2 separate regions of the Rattus norvegicus genome follow, and region 1 is linked to region 2. The links are chromatin contacts, called in public Hi-C maps. All regions are on one chromosome and are shown on one strand. Each heading gives the region's core, a stretch centred on a gene start, on an enhancer-like site or on the middle of the called end of the contact. The rest is flanking DNA. Distances are from core to core; before and after follow the strand shown.

Region 1 (4,754 bases), core at 1,208-3,707, 630 kb before region 2:
GCTCTCTCTTGTCTTCCTCCTCCTCTTTCCCTTCCTTCAATTCCTTTTCACTGAATTTGGAGCTTGATGGTTTAGCAAACCGACTGTCCAGCAAGTCACAGGAATTTGTTTGTCTCTGCCTTTCCAGCGCTGGGGGAAGAAGTAATATGCCTTGCACCTGGCTGAATGCAACTGATCAAACTCAGGTCCTCAAGCTTGGGTAGCAAGTGTTTAACTGAGCCATCTCCACTGAACCTGTTCTTTTTTATTATTAAAGACATTTGGAGGTAAGAGGCTGTTTGTAGGACTTTTAAAACACCATGGATTTTGGTCTTTGTCCAATAAGTTCAGTAGTGTTTGAGTGAATTAACTTGGACAAGAGTGATCTTCCGGACAGCGCTTCAGACCTATTCTGAATCGACTCACCGTTTAAGAATAATTAACCATGTGGAATTTCTAAGGCTGTGTCGATACTGGTAAATTCAACTGATCATATAGAACTGCTAGACAGAAAATTAAGTGAAACCAGTGGGACGTAAAGTGAATAAGTAAGTCATAAACAAAGAAATAAATTTTAAAAGTTAAGTGAAACCCGGACCATCTTTGTTAAGACTTCGAGAATGTGATCTGTGTACAAAGCTAAAATCCAAGCAAATGACCTCATGCTACTAAAATGTTGCCTTGATAACAAACCATGTGTACACAAGTCTTTTCAACCTAGCACTTGACCATGCTCTACAAGCTCACGGTGAAGCATCACTACACACCAGTACATTGGATACGCAGCCCCAGAATGTACCAGTGAGTTCCCTGTGAATCCAGGTGTGATGGTCTCTCATCACTGAGGAAAATTTCCCAGAGCAAAGAGAGGTCAGTGAGGACTACCTTCTGTGAGATTTTTAACTTCATAAGTTTTTTTAACTAGCTTAGTATTGATTTCATAGTCATCAGTTTTGAACAGTTCAACAGTGTTTTGTAGTAGGAAGTCTTACAAACCTAATAAGAGATTGGCTTAGGCCTATTAGCTGGAAGTCTTACCTCATCACGCTCAATTACTAAACAGTCAACTAGTAAGCCACAAACCTTTCAAAGCTTTCCGAATGGCCTCCTCTTTAGCACTTTCCAATGTATATTAAAATAATTTATCTTTCATTCCCATTGACCAAAGCCTTCTTAAAGCCAGAAAGCTATATTCATTTTCCTGTCTCCAGTAGTTCAAAAAATATCTGGTACCTCATAAGCATTAGAACTCTGTTCATGGGTAGATAAGATTGGAATGGGATTGTTAAGTGAGAAGGGACTTTTAGAGGACCTCACCCAACAAGATTTCTTTCACGTTTTCAAAAATATACTTCAATATATACAGGGTTAGAGGACTCACATCTTTAATAAAATAAAGTTAAAAATTTAGATCTCTATAAATTATTAAAGTACCTAATCAGGTTCCATGGCAAAGCCCAGCCACAGTTATGAATTATAAAACCATGAAGCAGTGAATTAACTCCTACGTTGTCCCGAGTGGGTCTCATTTATTAAAGTTATTTGCCCCAACTTACTCAACCAGAACCTAAAAGTATTTGTGACGTACTATGTTGTCTTGATGGCAAGAAGGTCTAGGCATATGAAAATCAATTTCTCTCTCTCTCTCTCTCTCTCTCTCTCTCTCTCTCTCTCTCTCTCTCTGCCTTCCTAGTAGGCAGTGTGGTTTTTGGAGCACACAGTTTCTTAGCCATCCCTTGCAACATCAGATAGTACTGAAGATTTGAACGGACTCATATGTAGGTATCAACAACTTGAACGTCTTGTGAGCACTCATTTTGAGCACTGTGCTGGAAGTATTCCGCTCGATTCTCATATGAAAAATAAGCATCTCACCTTTTTTGTTCAAACAAACCAGAGTTTTAAATCAGTTCTTCCTGGAGTCATGACATGAAATACAATCTTTTATATTTGCAAATATTCTGTTCATTGTGGCTGCACCAGGAAATGAGGACGCATTTCTTTATGGGAACAAATAGAAAGATAGTCATTATCTGTAAAACTCTTATAACAATGACATGGCAGCAATCGCAAGAAACCCTTCTAAACAAGGCGTGAAAACGCAGGCGAGATGTCCTTGCAATTAGTCATGTCTGACAGATTTCTTTCTTTCTAAGGGAATTTGTGCTGGATATTTTATTTTGAGCCTCGGAGATTCTGATAAAAGAAGGGGGAAAAAAAAGTAAGCTGTAGTTTTTGCTACATAAGACAGGTGGCGTAAGCATGCAATGCTTTAAAAAAAATATCTAAAGTGATTGTTTTCTCTCGGATTCTTTGAAAAAGCTCGCCTGCGCTGGGGTTTGAGGCTGAGCCGGTGACGTCAGCGAGGAATGCGGAGTCAGGCGCCCAGGCTCGCTATAAGCCGAGGAGCTGTCCGGTGCTGAAACGGCCCGAGCCCTCACTCGGCGGCAGAGAGGAGCATGCTTGGAGCCTTCCACACAATATAAGACAGAGGTAAGACTGCTTTCTCTTCTATTTACTAGAAAGTTCTTAATTGCGTATCTCTTCCTGTTTTCCCAGATGAGAGGAAAAAGATCGTTGGCAAGCTTATATTGATAGACTAACCGGACAACCTGCTGCTTTTCAGGCAAGGATACTCTAAATGTGTGCATACATGAGGGATGTTGTCATTTACAGGTCTTGTCAGAGACATTAACTATAATGTTATTGAGCAAAACTGTATGCAAGGACCTCTCCTTGCATAGTTGCAAAGTTGAGGATTTTAATGTCAACGTGCCGATTAATGTAAAGTTAACCGAACCTTATGTTTTGATTCTTTTCCTACCGTGTTGATTTTTCTCTCTCATGAGTCAGATATAGAGCCAAAAATATAATTTATGTGCTTAATAATCCTAACAGTCAGTTTACAAGGATTCAAATGCCATTAATCATGTGAGTCACAGAGGCAAAAATTTAGATTTGTTTTTTTCTTTGATATTCACCTTATGGGAACTCTGAATTAATTATTAATTATTTTACGAACTGGTATATTCTAGAAAGGCTTATGTTATTATGTGCTGAGTTTAGTCTTGAGAAAGCAGCTTAGAATAATTTTGAACATTGATTTTTTTCCTTTTCAAAGGTGAACTATTTCTTTGTGGGAAAGGTTTATGTTACTGTGAATGACAGAGAAATGATAACTTTGAATCCAGGGAAGAAAACATGTAGATGCATATAGACTGTGGTTGTAATTTTTGTGCGTTGGTTGGAAAAGCTGATGTGTTACTTGCTGAAGAGGTTGATTGAAACAAATTTGTTTCTGTTTATCCTAACTAGGTAGGTTGTGTGTTGATGGTTCAGCGTCAATATTTCATCTGATTTCATAGGAAAGGCGTTTTTACTGTAAGGGGCATTGGTAATAGCTGTCTGAGGAGACACAGTGTTCCTGCCATTTGGACTTCAGAAAATTAAATTTCAGTCAAACACGGTGTAAAATGTTAGAACTATTAAAGCCATGTCCACTGCTTGCAAGGGAAGCTCCTGGGGGAAGTGAAGTCCTTTGAGTGTTAGAAGCAAGAACGGTGTCATCTGAAGTAAACCAGAGTCAATGACGAGATGGCCATGCCTGCCAGGCTGTGATTCAAACTGCAATGAGCAGTCTTTCTTAATTCTACAAAAAAAAAAAAAAAAAAAACAAAAAAAAAAAACAAAAAAAAAAAAAACAAAAAAACAAAAAAAAAACCCCAAAAAAACAAAAAAACAAAAACAAAACAAAAAAAAACCCCAAAAAAACTCCCTCCAAAGTAGTGGCTTCACAGATAATCATGTAATCCGCATGTTAAGATGTGTTAAGAATATGTCAAGATAATGATCTTAAAGCAAATACACTTAATATGGTTTTCAAGATAACATGTAACCTGACAGTGGTGAAACCTGATTGCCAGAGCTAAATCAATCCTGAAATAATATGAAATATTATATATATTATATATACATATACATATGTTGATGTATATATATAACCTTTATTGAAACTTAATTATATCACTCGCAAGTTTATGAATACAGTTTCTTGAAGTAAGCATTTGTTTATCTTGAAAACATTCTGTGTATGCTTAAATAACCCACTTGGTGATCATTTTGATCAGCCTATATATGTATGCATGCAAAGGAAGTTTCTATGCCTGCAACCTATTGACAGTTCGAAAAAAATCATAACATTATCAGCAAGATCTGTTAAGCAAAATGTTGACATTTAATCTAACAGGAAATTATTTTCACATAACTTTCCTTATTTGTCACCAAACCATGTTGCATTGAAGGCATGAATAAACGTATACATTTATGTGCATTTGGTTACAGAAGAATTTGCAAGGACTTAAATAGCTTCTCCAGTTTTCAGCAACGCCCAGCAGGAAACATACAAGTGATTCCTCTTACTAATCCATCTGTGAGATTTTAAAAATATTGAAGAAAAAAATGAATGAAGGTTTTTTCTTTTCTTTCTTCCTTTTTTTTAAGTAGGAAGAATTCAACAAATCGTCTATGTTTATCTAAATTGGGAGTTACATAGTGGTTATTTTCAGATTTTCTAACAGTGTGTGTGAGTCACTTAAGATTTCACAGGTCCCTATAAAAATAGACAGAGACATGAGACAAACTGAATCTGAACACTCAAAAGCTTAGAAATAGACTAGTTAAGTAAACTTATGTTCTCTCTGTAGCATCTGTTTGTTTACTCTACACTAGAGGAAGGATGAAAAATATAACCATAATTGCATTTGCAAGTCAGCCAT
Region 2 (5,058 bases), core at 2,400-4,899:
TTCTCAGCCTGCAGGTCGCAGCCCTCGAGGGATCCCATGACCTTTTCATGGGATCGAACATCAGTTATCCTGCATATTTATCCTTACATTGCAATATATAACTGTTTGAGGCAGCAGGTAAATAAATAATTTTGTGGTTGGAGTCACCACAACACATGGAACTGATTTAAAGGCCCACAGCACTAACGTTGAGGACCACTATCCTGGAGAATCCCAATACATTGTCTTATGACTGAGCCCTATTTCTTTACATAGTTTGAACCATTTGCAGTCATTGCTCCATCCATGGAGGGGAAGCATAATTGAATTGGTTGTGTCTCCATGTCTAAGACTCTTTGGAGGAAGCCAGTTATGAGCTGGCAGGGGGCCATTAAGGTCCCACAGAGGAGACATTCTCCAAATATCACACTTCATTGTCGGATTATGACTCTAAAGCTAGCCAAGACCTCTGAGATGAGGTCCTCCACTGGTCCTGATTTCTCTCCTGCTAATGGAGAAGGCTCCTGTGGACTAGTGCTGGGATGTTGCCACAAAAGATAGGACTGCTGGCACAGAGCAGCCAGTGTCTTGTAGTCTCGTGCAGTCTCAATTTCCACGAAACTCAGTAAGAAAAGGTGGAGTAGCCACCATCATTCATTTAAGAAAATGTTGGTTTTTCCTATGCCTGGGAGTCACCTGACCTTGCTTCTTGGCATTACTGTGGTGGCTAATCTCAACTATCTATTAGAGGAGATCTGGAATCACCTAGATTCTAGGCTTCTGAGCGTGCCCATGATGGGGTTATCTTGATTAGGTGAACTGCAGTGGGAAGGCTCATCCACCATGGAGAGCACCGTTCTATAAGTGAATAAGGAGAAATGAGCTAAGCACAGACATTCCTGAGTCTCTGCTTCTTGGTTGTAGCTACAGTATGCCCAGCTACTCTGAGCATCTGCCCCTATGACGTCATCACGTTGAACCAGCACCTCCCACTGTGAGCCAACATAGAGCCTTTCTCACTTAAGCTCCCTCTGTCAGAGTATTTTTATCATAACAGGACAATAAAGAAAGATACACACTCTATAAGGATGTATGTATCCTAATGTACAAGGTGGACATTCTTCAAGGCTGACAGAGGTCAGCAGAGACCAAGCACAGAGTCAGTCATGTCCATGTGAGTGACAAACACCTATCAATATACATAAAGTCCTCCCATAAACAAAGCCAGCCTATTGACTCTGACCTGAGCCCCAGAGTCATTGGCCAGGGCACTGTGGACCACACAAATAGTGTCTGATGACCGTGTCCATTGCCAAACCAAAGCAGAACACTAAAAACAACATGAAAAGGACCACCGTGTGCTCGAGAAGTATCAACGTGTTTAAAAAAAAGGTTCACGTTCTTACTTAGGGATCTTCTTGGATCTTAAGATCTTCATTTACGTAAAAATATTTCTTTTGGGGCTGGAGAGATGGCTCAGTGGTTAAGAGCACTGACTGCTCTTCCAGAGGTCCTGAGTTCAATTCCCAGCAACCACATGGTGGCTCACAACCATCTGAAATGAAATCCAACACCCTCTTCTGGTGTGTTTGAAGGCAGCAACAGTGAACTCACATACATAAAATAAATATTTAAAACAAAAACAAAAAAATATTTCTTTTAAAGTAAACAAACACTGGGAAGATAGTTCGGTTGGTAAAGTGCCTTCTTTGTGGGAGGGGAAAAAAAACTGTGTTCCATTGAGAGAGAGGGAGAGAGAGAGAGAGAGAGAGAGAGAGAGAGAGAGGAAGGATAGCATGGCCTGTCTCAGAACTGGGGAGGCAAACAAAGGGAGGGGGTCCCTGGTGTTCACCAGTTGTCCTAGTCTACTTGGAAAGAGGCAAGCCAATGACAGACTTTATCAAAAGATATGGACAGTACCTGAGGAACAACACCCAAAACTGTTCTCTAGCCTCCACATGTACACACACAGACACACACACACACACACACACACACACACACACACATGCAAGCACATCCACAGACATGTATACACACATGAACAAGAACACACACACCAAATACATACATCACAGAGCAGTGGGTCACATCAGCAATCCCTGCCCTCAGGAGCCCAAAGCAGAACTGCAGTAAGTTTGAGGGCAGCTGTAGAGGAAGGCCCTGTCTGAAAATACAAATGGAGACATCCTGTTCAAAAGTCGGCAGACTTCTTCCTTGTCTTAGTTTGGAAACTTCTCCATCTCTATTAAAGCATGAAGTCATTTCTGACTGTCAATATGCTATCCAGGGCTAGTCAGAATCATGGGGGAAATCTCTCCAGTGATATGTGTCTCGTGCTTATCAGCCATGGACTGACCCGGAAGCTGAGGGCCGGGGGAGGGGGTCATCTCACTGCATAAGCATCTCCAATGATGGTGACGGACAAGCAGCTTCGGAGACCCTGGGAACAAGCCATACCCGTACTCAGAGTCAAAGGTTCTCCATCTGAAGCGCTATTCGTGGTTTGCTGCTCTCCTTATAGCACCTACCAGGAAGTGATGTGGCAGGAGCCAAGCGGAGAAAGAAAGGTGAGTAGCTAGACCCTTCTGCTTACCCAAAGGTCTCCCTGTCCCCCTGACTCACAGGGAGAAAAGTTTTATCAGTTTTTCAGACAGCCTTCGAACTCTTCCCTCCCAAAGATGAATCCTTCAGATCCCTTCCAGCCATGAAGTTTGTTGTTGTTGTTGTTTTGTTGAGATCCTTATACACACAGTGTGAGTTTGTCCTCTGGAAATGATTGGGAAGTATCCAGGGAAAGAATCACTGAAAATAAACACCACAGTGGAACATGACTGGGTCTGTGGAGTAGTCGTTCAAAACAAAGCTCAATCGAGTGAGTGGTGTGTGTGTGTGTGTGTGTGTGTGTGTGTGTGTGTGCATGCGTGCGTGTGTATGTATGTGTGCGTGTGTGTGCATGTGTGAGTGTGTGTCTGTGCGTGTATATGTGTGTGCGCATGTGTGTGCGTGTGTGTGCATGTGTGTGTATATGTGTGCGTGTGTGTGCATGTGTGAGTGTGTGTCTGTGCGTGTATATGTGTGTGCGCATGTGTGTGCGTGTGTGTGCATGTGTGTGTATATGTGTGTGTGTGTATGTGTGTGTGTGTGAGCATGCACATAAGAGAATCGGAGATGTTTTTTAATCAAATTTAACGGAGGCAATAAAGTAATTTTATATTCCAGTGGTAGAAAAATAACCTGGTCTCTCATCTGGAAACGAGGAGAAATACAAGTTTCTCATTTCTCATTTTGGGAAGATGCCAGGAGCCAGTAGGTGGGAGAGGTGAGGGGGCAAGGGAGCAGTTTTTCTTTTCTAATCTTGCTTTTTTTCTTATTTAAGCTGTATAACATGTATTGTCGTGCTTAACCCTCCCTTAAAAAATAAAATAAAACATTGCTTAGCCTCTGACTCCAGCCCTCTATCTGCTGTAAGGCAAATATCACGGAATCTGCACCTAGGCCAAGGTCCTAGGGAAATGATAAAAGGGTTTCCGTGACTCCAAAAAGGGACATTAGTGTCCACACAGAGACATCTGTCAAATACCAGCTTGTTCCCCTAGCTAATTATCCCGTGCACCCCTCTCTCACTATTTCCCAAAGACCAGCTCAACGGTGCCACTGGCACCTAGTGGATGCAAGGGAGATAGGCAGGAAGCTGTCCCCTGGACAGCAAACAGTCCCAAGCATGGGCTGGAAAAAGGCTAAGAAAGCCTGGCTCAGTTCTGGCATGGGTGGATGCTGGCCTGGGTGGGTGCTGGCTTAGCTGGGTGCTGGCCTAGCTGGGTACTGGCCTGGGTGAGTGCTGGCTTTGGTTAGGTGCTGACCTGGGTGGGTGATGGCCTGGGTGGGTGATGGCCTGGATAAGTGCTGGTTTTGGCTGGGTGCAGGCCTGGGTGAGTGCTGGCCTGGGTGGGTGCTGGCCTGGGTGAGTGCTGGCCTGGGTGGGTGCTGACCTGTGTGAGTGCTGGCCTGGGTGGATGCTGGCCTGGCTGGGTGCTGGCCTGGCTGGGTGCTGGCCTTGCTGGGTGCTGGTCTGGCTGGGTGCTGCTTTGGGAGGGTGTTAACATGGTTGGGTGCTGTTTGGGTAGGATGCTGGCCACAACCCTCTCTCCTACACGGTTTATTTTGGCCCCTCTGCTTTAAAGTCCTGCTTCTCTCAAGAAACGTGATCTTCAGTGAACCAGCCACCATAATAAATATTTGCAAATAACCTGAAATCAAGTCAAAATAAGTGTGAAAGGAAAAGCAGGAAGTAATTAAGACGATGAATATTATTGTGGGGAGTTGGAGGGGACAGACAAGGGTAACAGAGTAAATATGAACAAAAAATATTATGTAACATGTAAAGAATGGCACGATGAAACCCATCATAATATACAATTAATATATGCACAGAAAATCATTTTTAAAACCCTCCTTTTCACCCCAGCCTCTCTCTGACTCATATCCTGGCCCACTCTGCCCAGCATCCAGCCTGGCCTCCTTGGTCCCTTCTCAGGGATGCTCCATCACGGTACCCTCGGCCAGGAAGTCTCTCCCCTAAGGTTATTCAGGGCTTGTTCATCAAACCTTAATGAAATGTCATCTTTCCCAGGAGATCTTCTGAGCACGGATTGAAAGGGACATCCCTCCACTCCCACCTGATGTCCCCCATGGTATTTGTTGTCATCTGACACACAGGTTATTTCCCTTATCTAAGCTGTTGTCAGAGTCCCAGTGGGATGGATGCAAGCTCTTCAAAGACGGGATTTTTTTTTTTTTTTTTTTGGTTCTTTTTTTCGGAGCTGGGGACCAAACCCAGGGCCTTGTGCTTCCTAGGTAAGCGCTCTACCACTGAGCTAAATCCCCAGCCCCAAAGACGGGATGTTTTTATGACTATTACCACGCACACAGCTTAGGGCCAGCCATAGAAAACGTCCAGTCTGACACTGATCTCTTAACAGTGCACAAAGAGTCCTTGAGGCTTTCTTACAAATTTCATTTAGTTTATTAGGACCTCGACTTTTCTTTGCATATTCATGCAGATTGCTTTAAATGTCA

Evidence for each region. Hi-C and Micro-C count contacts between places; a contact is called where the count stands out from the background.
Region 1: a Hi-C map of Schwann cells shows a contact between it and region 2, with 19 times the contacts expected there. The contact joins the promoter of Scg2 here to the enhancer-like site in region 2. A contact is called at or near these places in 6 of 12 Hi-C or Micro-C datasets (the A7r5 cell line, Schwann cells, frontal cortex and 3 more).

Annotation. Positions count from the first base shown.
Region 1 is chr9:88,254,569-88,259,322 of GRCr8, reverse strand. It overlaps Scg2 (secretogranin II), which reads left to right and starts at 2,457. Exons shown (of 2, transcript NM_022669.2): 1 at 2,457-2,472.
Region 2 is chr9:87,626,837-87,631,894 of GRCr8, reverse strand. No RefSeq gene overlaps it. Among named protein-coding and RNA genes, the nearest start is that of Acsl3, 66 kb to the right of the region's middle. Within about 2 kb of position 3,649, at least 7 of the 93 cell types and tissues checked have an H3K27ac peak or open chromatin away from gene starts, as enhancers often do. A contact at or near this core is called in Schwann cells, where this site is marked.